3 separate regions of the Mus musculus genome follow, and all the other regions are linked to region 2. Evidence: chromatin contacts called from public ChIA-PET and HiChIP or PLAC-seq data. All regions are on one chromosome and are shown on one strand. The core of a region is the stretch at or near the end of the contact, and the rest is flanking DNA. Distances in the headings are between cores, read along the strand shown.

The links. ChIA-PET counts read pairs in DNA pulled down with a chosen protein or histone mark. HiChIP or PLAC-seq counts read pairs in DNA pulled down with a chosen protein or histone mark.
Region 1: an RNA polymerase II ChIA-PET map of memory CD8 T cells shows a contact between it and region 2, with 16 read pairs. The contact joins the promoter of Itgam here to the promoter of Mcmbp in region 2. A contact is called at or near these places in 1 of 39 promoter capture datasets (pre-B cells), 2 of 115 datasets of contacts at active chromatin or transcription factors (embryonic stem cells and memory CD8 T cells) and 1 of 9 other capture datasets (embryonic stem cells).
Region 3: an H3K27ac HiChIP or PLAC-seq map of oligodendrocyte precursor cells shows a contact between it and region 2, with 6 times the contacts expected there. The contact joins the promoter of Plpp4 here to the promoter of Mcmbp in region 2. A contact is called at or near these places in 1 of 39 promoter capture datasets (hippocampal neurons) and 2 of 115 datasets of contacts at active chromatin or transcription factors (oligodendrocyte precursor cells and stem cell-derived neural progenitor cells).

Annotation. Positions count from the first base shown.
Region 1 is chr7:128,060,875-128,065,037 of GRCm38.p6, reverse strand. Itgam (integrin alpha M) reads right to left here and starts at 2,398. Exons shown (of 30, transcript NM_001082960.1): 1 at 2,268-2,398; 2 at 302-407. The coding sequence starts at 2,295. It also overlaps the pseudogene Gm22809.
Region 2 is chr7:128,739,153-128,742,866 of GRCm38.p6, reverse strand. Mcmbp (minichromosome maintenance complex binding protein) reads left to right here and starts at 2,438. Exons shown (of 16, transcript NM_145955.3): 1 at 2,438-2,734. The coding sequence starts at 2,677.
Region 3 is chr7:129,255,198-129,259,418 of GRCm38.p6, reverse strand. It overlaps Plpp4 (phospholipid phosphatase 4), which reads right to left and starts at 2,325. Exons shown (of 7, transcript NM_001080963.1): 1 at 2,250-2,325. The coding sequence starts at 2,305.

The DNA of each region.
Region 1 (4,163 bases), core at 1,149-3,648, 680 kb after region 2:
AGAAAAGAGGAAGGGAGGGGAGGAGAGGAGAAAAAAGAAAGGAAAAAGAGAAGAGAAGAGAAGAGAAGAGAAGAGAAGAGAAGAGAAGAGAAGAGAAGAGAAGAGAAGAGAGAAAAGAGAAGAAAAGAAAGGAAAGGAAAAAAAGGAAAGAAAAGAAAAGGAAAGAAAAGAAAAAAAAGAAAAGAAAAGAAAAGAAAAGAAAAGAAAAGAAAAGAAAAGAAAAGAGACCTCAATAAGGAAATTCTTCTTTCCCCTAGCTTCTCCATGCAAAGCAGACAGCAGGCTCCCCTGAGGACTTTACCTGGTTCCGCCAAGCTGGACCACACTCTGTCCAAAGCCTTTTGCATTCTCTTGGAAGGTCATGGGATGTTCAGTGTCCAGATTGAAGCCATGACACAAGGCTAGGGCTGGAAGGATAACGGAGAAGTAAGAGTCAAAGCAAAGGAACCAATATGGTTAAGAGAACAACACACATTTCCACCCGTGACCATTCCTGTCCACATTCATTGAAGCTCTGATGGTCCTGGGCAGGGATCCACAGTGTGGGATCTCTCTGTTATGTTTTTGAGACAGGATTGTATATAGTCCAGTCTGGCCTGGAACACTACAGTGTAACTGTGGATAACCTAGACCTCCTGGTCTTCCTGTCTCCCATTCTACCTCTCAAATGCTGGGGGTGCAGGGGTGGGCCACCACACAGAAATCCATCCTCTTTTTCTACAGAAGACCAGCTGGTTACACAGTGAGTTCCAGACCAGCAGGACTGCATAGTAAGACCATAGAGGAAAAGGTGGTGTTGGTGTGGTTGTTTCAAGACAAGGTTTCTTTGAGTAGCCCTGGATATCCTGGAACTATCTCTGTAGAACAGGATGGCCTCAAACTCTTAGAGATCCACCTGCCTCTGCCTCCCCAGTTCTGGGATTAAAGGTGTGTGCCATCACACCCAGCTTGAAGAGCTTTTCAAGACAGTGTCTCACACATCCTAGGCTGAAGACCATCTTAAGCTCCTGATTCTCCTGCCTCTACACCCCACCCCCAGGGTGCAGGAATTACAGGTGTACACTACTGTATCCAGTTTATCTGGTGCTAGGGATCAAATTGAGAGCTTTGTACATACTAGGCAAGCCCTGGGCTTCACCTCTATCTACCAAGTTTTCATCAAGGAATCTCAAACTGTAGCCCATTATCACAATTTTTGTGATACAGGTTTATCCAGGAGATGAATGAGACTCTTAAGGAGTGACATTTCACTTCACTGGGAGTAAAGCTAGCATCCTCTATCATTGATGGATGATAGATGTTTGTCTTTTAAGACAGGTAGCAAGAGTATTTAACCCACAGGCCAAATATGCTGACGCAGGCTCAAAGGCCTGCACAAATGCCTATGATGGGGTATGACCAGTCCCTTTCTAAGCCCACAATGGCCTCTTCCCCCACTGTCACAACCACAATGGTTTACACAACAAAGGGCTCAGTTAGAAATTTTCCTTCCTATGCAAGTTTCAAGTAGTTCCTTCCCTTCTTGACTCCCTCTCTACAAAAGTAGACATAAAAGGAAACAAAACAGTTTTTTTTTTTGATTATCAGTCATTCAACAAACATCCACACTAGGTTCTTGGTAATTAGAACGTAAGACTAAGGAGAAGTGGTATGTGTTGAAACACAGCCGGAAATGTATCCGCTGCGCTCCCTGGTGCAGCTCCTTCACCTCTCTGGATCCTGGTAGCCTGTCTGCCAAACAACCCTCACAGCATCGATGGATTTAGTCCTTCATCCATGCATCCCTAACTATTCCTCCTGCCTACCTCTGCTCTTTTTCTTTTGGAATCCTTTATCCTTCCCTAATGCCCTTTGCCTCTCCTCACCTAGCTCCTTCCTATTCCCTGACCTTTCTCTCCACTCACAGATCCAAAAGATCCCCCTCCCCTTTTGATACCCGCTACTGACTTCCACTAGCACTGCACACACCTGATGGATAGACCTGCATCCAGGTAAAACACCCACACACTCAATGATTCCCTTTTTTCAAAGAAATGCCAAGAGTTTGTCCAGCAAGGTGACTCAATTGGTAGAGGTGCTTGCCATTAAACACCGACCACCTGAGTTCAAGTCTCGGTATCCACATTCCCTAAAACCTTTGATCTCTCCCCACCTACTCCTTCCTATGACCTTCCTCTCCATTCATAGATCCAAGAGATCCCCTCCTTTCCAATCTGAGGACCCCCTTCTCCCCACCCTGAGGATCCCCCAAGACCCCGCCGACATACCTGTGACCAGAAGAGCTTTAAGAGTCATGACTTAAAGGAACAAGGCCCTGAAAGAAGTGTGAACTGTGGTATTTCAGGCACCACAGACACTTTGAGGAAGCCACCAAGGCCAGGAGGGAGGGGTAAAAACAGAGAAGTATGAGGAAAAAGCTATGAGAGACTCAAAGAAAGAGGGCGGAGGCTCTACAAGCACCCAGCCCTCTGTAGCCTTCCTCCGGGAGAAAACAGTCCCTGATGCCGTTTCCTGGCCCGAACCATCAGGGTTACACCCAAAGGTGCCATCTGACACCCGTCTACCTCTGGGATAGCTCAAATATTATGGAAAAAAAAAAAAAAAGCTAAGTAGTAGGCTCAGTGTTTCGGATCAGGCTGGTCTCCCAGGGGACCCACATCTTGCTCCCAGTACCCACATGGAGGCTCAGAAACTGTCTATAACTCCAGTCCCAGGGCATCTGGTGCTCCCTTCAGCACTCATGCACAGACAAACATGCAGGGAAAACACCCACATACATACGGCATAACAAATCTCTTCAAAAAGAAAAAACAGCCAAGAGTTGGTCCAGCTAGGTGACTCAGTTGGTAAAGGTGTTTGCCACTAAGCGCTGACCACCTGTGTCCAATCCCCAGTTTCCATACGGTTGAAGAAAAGAACCAGCTCCTCCCAGCTCTCCTCTGATCTCTCCATCCACGCCATGGTACATGCGCACACATACCCAAAGAGGAAAGAAACCATCGGCGTCTAGCCATAGTGTGGTGCTCTATATAATTCATGAAAGTATTTTGAAAACAGAACTTGATGTTATTATACACAGTGGAACTGAAGGATGTATTGGGAGATATTTAACCATTCCTGCCTTGCTGCATGTGGAGTCTACTCGAAGTTCTTGTTCTTAAAAAACAGTGGTTTCTCGTACTTACCTGGCAGGGGAGACACTATGATCAGGAAGGTAGTTTTCCCAAGCGAGGCACACCCATTGCACTTGGAATGTGCTGACCCGTGATTTTCCCAAATCTAGGATACTCGACTACGTGACTTATGGTATGGGGCACTGTGTACATTTCCCTTGGCTGAGAAAAAAAGTGGTTTCTTTACTCTCTGGGTTGTGTTTTGTTTTGTTTTGTTTTGTTTTTGTCTTGTTTACATCTACTTATTTATTTGGTGCGTGTGTGTGTGTGTGTGTGTGTGTGTGTGTGTGTGTGTGTGTGAATGCTTGTGGGTTTCAACTGTGTAAGTATGAAGGTCAGAGCACAGCTTGCTGGAGTCAGTTTTCTTCTTCCACCATGCAGGTCTCAGGGATCAAGGTCAGGTCCTCAGGCTTGGTGACAAAGCACCTTTACCTGCCACCTCGTGGACCTTGTTCTCTACATTATCAATGTGTTGTCCAAGCTGATCTTGAGCTCACTGACTCAGTCATCCTCCTGCCTCAACCTCCCCAGCCATAGACCTACAGGCATGCACCCAGGCCTGGCTTCCTTCTCTTCATCTTGACACATTTTCTATTGTTCCTAGTTATATTTTACAATAGTCGACGGAAGTAGATGTTTACCTGCTGGAAAATAGATAAATAAAATTCTATATACTTTGTTTCAAAGTTATTACATGCACACTCAGACACACACACATGTGGGGCAAGTGGAACCATGCCACCAGACAGAAGAACTGGTAAGACTGAGTTCAAATCCTTGAATCTCCAGAACCCATGTGAATTGTAGGAGTGGGCTCAACTCCCTGCCTAATTCTACCTGCTCTGGAACGCATAACCATGACACCCCACTGAGAGCCATGGTAGCCAGTCATACAGCATAAAAACCCTGGAGTTCTCCATGCTAATGAGGAATCTACATAGGCCCCAGTGTTCAGCCAATGAGCTTCCCTTCCTGGGCAGTCCTTCCCAC
Region 2 (3,714 bases), core at 1,189-3,688:
TGTTTATTATGAGGCACAGAGTTAAAATATGAAATTTCCCTCATTCGGTTCCAAGAACATGGCTACTCTCTCTACTGAAAGAATGGATGAATGCAGTGGTGATATCATCTGTCATGGTTACTTTTCTATCGTTGTGATAAAATACTATGACTAAGAAAACTTATAAAGATTTTAATTGGGTTTATGACTTTATAGGGTCAGAGTCTCCGATGTCAGGGCAAAGGCATGGTGACAGGAACAGCTGAGACCTCACATCATCATCTGAGAACAGAAGGCAGAGTGCACACTGAGTGGCGGGAGGTTTCTGAAGCTAAGTCTGCCTCCATGGCACATCTCCTCCAACAGGACCACACCTTCTAATCCCTCCTGAACAGTTCTACCAACTGGGGATCAAGTATTCAAACCTTTGAGCCTATGAGGGCCATTCTCATTCAGACAACTACAGTGTCTTAGCCACGTTAGTTTTCTCAACTCACAAAAGTCAGACACAAAGTCATATTGAAATGCCAAGTCCTAGTTCCCTCTTTCATCCCGAGTCACTCCAAATCATGCCACTTTGGCATAAAGATTATCTTGAACTGAAAGCAACTGAGCAGAACCATGTATAAGAAAACCGCTTGCCCTCCCATTGTCTGTACAAAGGCAGGAGGGTTTCAAGGCATCCTCCCACCCCTTTCTACCAGAAAACACAGAAGCTAGTTACCTGGAAGAGCTTTCGATCCTTTTGTTTGGTGGTTGGTTGGTTTGTTTTTTTGTTTTTGTTTTTGTTGTTGTTGTTTGTTTGTTTGTTTGTTTGTTTTTGAGACAGGGTTTCTCTGTGTATCCCTGGCTGTCCTGGAACTCACTCTGTAGACCAGGCTGGCCTCGAACTCAGAAATCTGCCTACCTCTGCCTCCCAAGTGCTGGAATTAAAGTTGTGTGCCACCACCGCCTGGCTGAGCTTTCGATCCTTATCAACCCAGAAGCAGAAAGATCTTATATACTGTGTCTACCATGAATCTCTCCTATTTTGACTTCCTGCAGCTTGTTGCCTTTGGGAACTAAGAACTACTTTCTTCTGTCATTTCTCTACAAAGTTATTGTTCTTTGTGGGTGATCACAAACTTAATTTTTCTTTCAAGACAGGGTTTCTTGAAAACCTGTGTATCCCTGGCTGTCCTAGAACACGCTGTGTAGACCAGACTGGCATCAAACTCAGAGATCTTCCTGCTTCTGCCTCCTGAGTGATAGGATTAAAGGCATGGGCCACCACTGTGGAGCTCTTAATTTTTATCTATTTGTTTTTGAGACGGGGTCATATATAGGTAGCTCAGGCTGGCCTCAAATTCAGTGTGTAGCCAAGGCTGGCTATGAACTCCTGACCTTCCTTGACTATATCCCAAGTGCTATGATTTAAGGATACGTTCCCTCCAGGGGACCAACAAAGGCAGAAGGGCAGGTTTGGTTCCCTTTTCCTTCTGAACTACAGAGGTTTCTGGGTTTGGTCATAGCTGTCTCTGTTCATCTGTCGCCATCTCTCTCTGTTTGATCCCTTGCTAGGGCTTGCATGACAGGCAAGTGTTCTGCCACCAAGAAGTTCTTATTCTTCAGCTATATACTTTCTAGATTACATTCAGATCACCACTACCTTTTTACAGCCGAGTAGGTATAGATGATGAAATCAGGGTTTTCTGAGGTATATCCCATTTCTAGGGAAAATGTCTTCTCTATGAAAACTTGACAGTTCCTAAATTCTCTAGGCCCTTCAGGGTCTGCCCTGTAAGAGTGTTCTGATCTGTATGCTGTATAGGAATCTTGTCATAGCTCCCTAGTTGCCAGGTTGGAAGCAGAGATCATTTGGGTGTTTTGAGGTTAGAAGCTAAAGGCTGGGCTAGGAGAGAGTTCTGAGCACTTGCCAGTTCCTTGGCCATATTGAGATGCCCACAAAGGCTACACAACCTCCTTGATTAAATCGTTCAGGAAGAACTCACTGAGCTGGGGGCAAATCTTATACAGGACTTTGGGCAGGGCACCTTAGAAGAGTTCTACCACCAGAAACAAGAGGCACAAGGGGATCAGATGATCAGACACCAAATAGAATTTCAACCTTTAATTTTGCTTAGAGATGACTCTTGAAGTTGGCAGAACGTGCGTCTTTTTGGTCCAGGTGCAAGGACTCAAACTTTGAGCCAATGAAGCACCCTGATGGAGTTTGCCACCAGGCGCGCACACAGGGACCACTATACCAAGCACAGACGCGCTCCTCTGCCCATCTCCAAGATGGCGGCCCCGGGATTGCCCGACCTGTCTCCGTCTCCAAAATGGCCGTCCGCCCCGCCCACTCCCTCCCCTCCGGGAGTGCGCAGCACGCTCCCGCCGCCCCTCCTCCTCGAGCTCCACCCAGGTCGCTGGCAGCGCGGTCGGTGGCCGCGATTTCCCGCCATTGTGAGAAGTGGAGGCTAGGACGGTCTCCCCCCCACCCCTCCGGCCGCTGGCCAGCAGCTCCGAGGCGCTCGTGCCCGTCACCGCAGCCACCTCTCCTTGAGACGCGCGGAGGCCCGTGGCTCGCGACGCCCCCGCGCGTGGGAGGGCGCGGACGAGGAGCGGCCGAGCCCCCGAGAAGCCGGGCTCCGAGCGCGCTCGGCCCGCAGAGGAGCGCCCGCCGCACGGGCCGCGCTGGCCCCGGCCCTCAGCGCCATGCCCTGTGGAGAAGATTGGCTGAGCCACCCGCTCGGGATCGTGCAAGGCTTCTTCGGTGAGTGGCGCGTGGCGAGCAGGGCCGGGAGGGGAGCGGAGTTTGCGGGACCAGGCCCGCCGCGCGGCCGCACTCCGGACGACGGGCCGGGGGAATCACTGCCGAGGGCTCGCGTGGCCCCGGGCCTGGAAGCCGAGCAGAAGCAGCCGTCTCCGGCCGCCGGCGCTGGCGCCGCCGCCGCCTCCCGTCACCTGCCCGCTGCCCGGCCGCGGCTCGCTGGCGGCGGGGCCGCGGCTCCGAGCGCTAGCTGTGATTGACGGCCTGGCTCCGGGCCGGTGGCCTACGTAGCCCGGGTGCTGCAGACACGGAGAGGTCCCCTTGCCCACGGAGGGCCCTTAGAGCGGCCGCGGAGAGAAGCCACTGCCTGTGGGAGCCTGCGGGATATTTCAAAACTTCCGGGGTGTGTAAGGGAGTGCTCGAGCCTTCGCTCAGAAGTTCTCTCTGTTTCCCTTGACATCCGGGAGAATGCTTCTTCTTTTTTTTTTTTTTTTTTTTTTAAATTATTCTTCCTGCCCTGTTGACATTAGAACCCGTCTGCTCTGTTACCTGTTCCCGTACCAGGGCTAGCTAGAAATACTCAACTACTTAGATGAGTTGCCACAGAACGGGAGCCGAGAGTGCTGTAGGCAAGCTGAGTAAATTCTAGGTGTAATTGTCATCGTTGCTTTTTTTGGTTAACCAGACCTCCGATTCCCACGCGCATCCCAGATTTCGGTGCGTTTAATGACTGGCCTGTGCCACCGGTCTCCGTGGAATGTGTTTTCTGTAGTAACGCTCCCACCGGATCGGATTCATTTTACCTAGAATTCTAACTAATCAGGTAGTTTCCCAGGGTGAAACTAAAGCCGGCAGATAGAAGGGCTGGGTAGACATGACGATTATATAGCCAGTGAACACACAGTGTCTTCAACAGGGGCAGGGGTGTGCAAGCCCGCGAAAGAGTAAACCACGGGCTTGGGGTATTATAGCTCAGTAGTAGA
Region 3 (4,221 bases), core at 1,076-3,575, 520 kb before region 2:
CCAGGGCTGCAGGGAACGCAGTCTTGATGGCAGTGAGCCTTCACTCAGTCCCCTCCTCACCACAGTGCTGCCAAAGGGAAGAAGAGAACTTCCTCGCCAAAGCTAGCCTCTGCCAAGGCACCAGAAGCTTATCCGAGGAAACAAGAGGTCATCTGTGTCCCCTCTCCTCCTATGTTCTCCCAGAAGCCATTATCTGCATAAACTGCCACCCCCAGCTTGACTTCAGTGCCAATCTGGTCTTTATAGATAATATTGGCAATTTCATATGAAACTCAAGAATCATGCCAAAATGCAATCAATGTCCATATGTATCCTGTGGTGGCAGGTGATTATAGATCCCGCACTAAAGAACACAGGAGGGGCCTTTGGGGAAAACACTGAAAAGTGATGGGTGATTTCATTGGTTGGTTGGTTGGTTGGTTAGTTGTTTTGTTTTTTACATGATGTTCTTAGAAAAAGCCAGACACACAAACAAAATTTACCAAGTTTTCTAATTCACTAAACGAGCCATTGTAGATTTGAAAACATCTCATACGTGTTTGGAAGACTGTTTGAAAGGAAATGTGAAAACATATAAATATTTTGCATGTGGTTAGACCCTTTTAAAATAAATCTTCCCGGAAGCAATTAAAGCAGAGAGCCTTCTAGCCTATTTCATGTTATTCCTGCATTACTTTTGTACAGACATTCCCCCCCCAACAAATGTTAGATTCTACCATGCACTAACCATCAGTCTATCATTTTTAACACCTAATCATTGAGTGGGGTTTTAGCCTATCTGCCAACCCAAAACTGCCCCCCATGCAATCAACCGGCAGCCAGGCCTTTGAAGGTTTACTCCAAAGGTAGAAAGACAGAGAGAAAGAAGGGGGAGGGGCTTGATTCTTTTCATATGCATCAAGATCCAACTGAAGTTCCTTCTCCCTGTTCCCAGTGAATAACACTAGTGTTCAGGCAGAAAGGGGAGGGGGTGGCCCACATCTGGAAAGCTCCTAGTCTTTTCTGATGGTATGAATGAATCCTCAGGATGAATTTAATCCCTAATTTAAACGCATGTGCGCGCGCGCGCACACACACACACACACACACAATAAATAAATAAATAAAATTTAAAAAGCATTCCTTTCTATGCATATACCCCAAGGTGCAGAAGTAGTCTTTTATACTACACACTTGCCTACCTGCCATGGTTGGGGCAGAAATTTATTGGGAGGGGTGCTTCTTGATTGCCTTGATGGGACACACACACACACACACACACACACACACACACACCAAGACTCCAGTAAATCGAGAAAGTCCGTGCAACTTTAATATATAAAATGTGTCAGCCAGCCATGGGTAGGAAAGAGAAAACCTGACCTACTACTGGGGGTAACAGTGCAGATGTGTCAGCCGTGGTAACCCGCAGTTACCCCCTTGGTAACTTAAGGCTACCTGCTAGGTGGGTTTGAACCCAAGAGACTAGAAAGCCGAGAAAGCTCCTTGGGGGAGCCCGAGCACAGACATTTCTGAAGAAATGGCACCAGGCTCCCTCCTTTTTTCCGAAATGACTATTCCTAGGTGCCACCTGAACATTTCAATGCTGTCCCCAAAGGGCTTCTGCCAGTCACATGTAAAAGGAGCTCCTGGTGTTCTGAGCCCCGCAGCCTGCTGCAGATCCTGACCTGCTCAACCCTCCATGGCAACAGTTTTCCAGGCAGAGAAGTAACGCAGACACCTATTTGAGGCTCTGTAGGGCTGTCAGTTCAGGAACCAGGGACATAGAAGGAGACCTAGGCTGACCCTGGCTGCCTGGGCACAGCATGGGGTGTCGGGAGAAGGGGCCAAGAGTAAAAACTGCCATCATCAGCTTCAAAGATCACAGGAGAGAGAGAAACTTCCCTAGGGCACGAGCCAGGCTGCCTGTCCTGGTCTTAAGGAGCAGCCTAAATTCCAGGGACAGGTGTGCGCGGGGCTGGTGAAAGGATCAGACTTGGGGCATCGGAGCTAGGGCCGCCAGACTTGCTTCCAGACTAGGAGCTACTACGGAAGCAGGTCTCAGTCCTGGGCATGCTAGGATTACTGTGCGCTGAGGGTCCCAAGAAAAGGAGGAGAGGATTTCTTTTGATCCCGTATGGAACATCCCCGGCACCAACCAAGGAGGGAATCTCGAACCCAGGCCCCGGCGAGACACAGCAGCGCAAACAAAGTTGGGGCTCCCAGAGGCTGAGTCTTTAGGTCCCCTCCCGCGGTGCACCACTACTTACACAAAGACCCCGAAGAGAAGGGCTCGCACCCCGATCTCGATGGCCAGCTCCCGCATGGTGCAGCCGGAGTAGCTCCCGCAGCGGCAGCTGGCGCTGTCCGTGGCTCCCACGGCTCGGCCGGAGCGGCTCTCCGGAGCCTGGGCGGTGAGGGAGGCGCGCTGCAGGCCGCGGGCGGGGGCGGGAGGCGGGCGCGGGGTGGGGGCGGCGGGGAGGGCTCAGTCCCAGCCTCCCGCTCTGGGCTCCCGGACACCCAGACACCAGCCTCTTCAGGTCCCACTCCTGATAACGCCGATCAGGGGCGCGTCAGGGACTCACTGCTCACTTGCGATCAGTGCTGTTTCTGTGTCCTGGGTTTGCGCCTGGCGCCCAGGACCCAGGAGGGGAAGCCTGGGGGATGCCCTGCTGTCGTCGCCGCCGCCTCCCTCCCGGCGCGCTGCGCGGCTTCCCGGCTACTGGGCCGCCCCTGGGCTCCGCGCCCAGCAGCACGCTCCGCCGGCGGCCGCTGCGCGCCTCCTCTCCAGCCTGCGACTCCTGCTCTGGCTCTCTGCTCTTTCTTCGCACACCCGCACGTGGACATGGAGATGGGCGCTTTGGGGATTCTCTCACACTCAGGACAGCCCTGGCATTCTCTGGCTCCACCTGGGAGCGCTTCTTCCTTTCTGCTTTCTGACCCTCTTAGGTCTTACCAACCTCAGATTTTCTTTTCCCCACCCCTGATTCTAGAAAGTTCCCAGAAGATTGCTCCCAATCTTTGCTTTCTCTCAGAAGGTGCCAGACTGGAATACAAAAACCCTGACACAAACTGAGGGCCAATGTGAACTTGGTCCCCGCCCTCTTATGCCACCATTGTTATGTAGTATCTGAGGACCCTCTCCTCTCCTCCAGCATCCTCCAACACCATCAGTGGCTTGGGGCTGCTGTGCTGTGGATATGAACAGCAGCTCTCTTAGCATCCCTGCCTGCACATAGCAGGCTATCATCAGGCAACAAGTAGAAGCAGGAGCCTTGGTCTCAGTACTCAGTCAGAAATTCAAATATAAATAAATGGTGGCCTGGGGGTGACAACCACAAGCCTGGGACCGGCGGCTTGGTCTTGGCTTTGCATTTGCATCACCCGTAGAAGTCATTAATCATACTTGTAGGGTTGTCTCTGGGGAACTTGGATCTTTCTTGGATTCTAGGAAAGACCTCTCAGGATTTTGTGAGCAGGGATGGATTAGAAGTTGGCTCCCGGTCCTGGGGATCTAGATTTCCCACTTGGACCCAAGTAGGAGTAGGTAGAAAGCAGACCCTGTTGCCAATGGCACATGCCAGCCCTTAGACAGCTGAGCCCAGGCGCCTCAGTGGGGAGGGATCCAGGCTGTGTGGAAGGAACACCATCCCAGCAATTGAAGATACAGAAGCAGTGTCTGCTGTCTGTGGAGGGCTTTGGCACGTGAGCAGTGCATGTATAGATCATCAGGCACATGGGATATCATGTTCAGGGAGACCAGGAGAGATGTGGAAGGAGGAGGAAGTGGCTCTGTTCTCCATGACTTGGGCCTAGCATTCCTATGAAGACAACTCTCTTCCCACAGCTTGACCAAGTTGTACCGGAAACCCTACGGCTGAGGTTGCCCGGTAGCTGTGTTCTGAGTGGAGTGATAACAAGAATGCGAGCAGAGACTTCACTTAACTGTAAGCATTAACCAGGCAGCTGTGCAAAGTGGGGTGCTGGATGCTAGGACTCATAATGTATTTCGCCCTGGAGAAGAGGGGTTCCACCAATCACACAGAGAAGTAAGACAAGATTAGGTGGGTGGTGAGGACCTCCTTGTGGCAGTCCTACCTACTCACCAGAGTCTATAGCAGAGACTACAATTGTGAATCTTATGTTTACGTTGTATTTGCTGTCTATTTGAGGCACCATCTCACTTCAATCACACTGACCTCAAAATCTCTGTAGCTTACATTGGCCTTGAACTTCTGACCT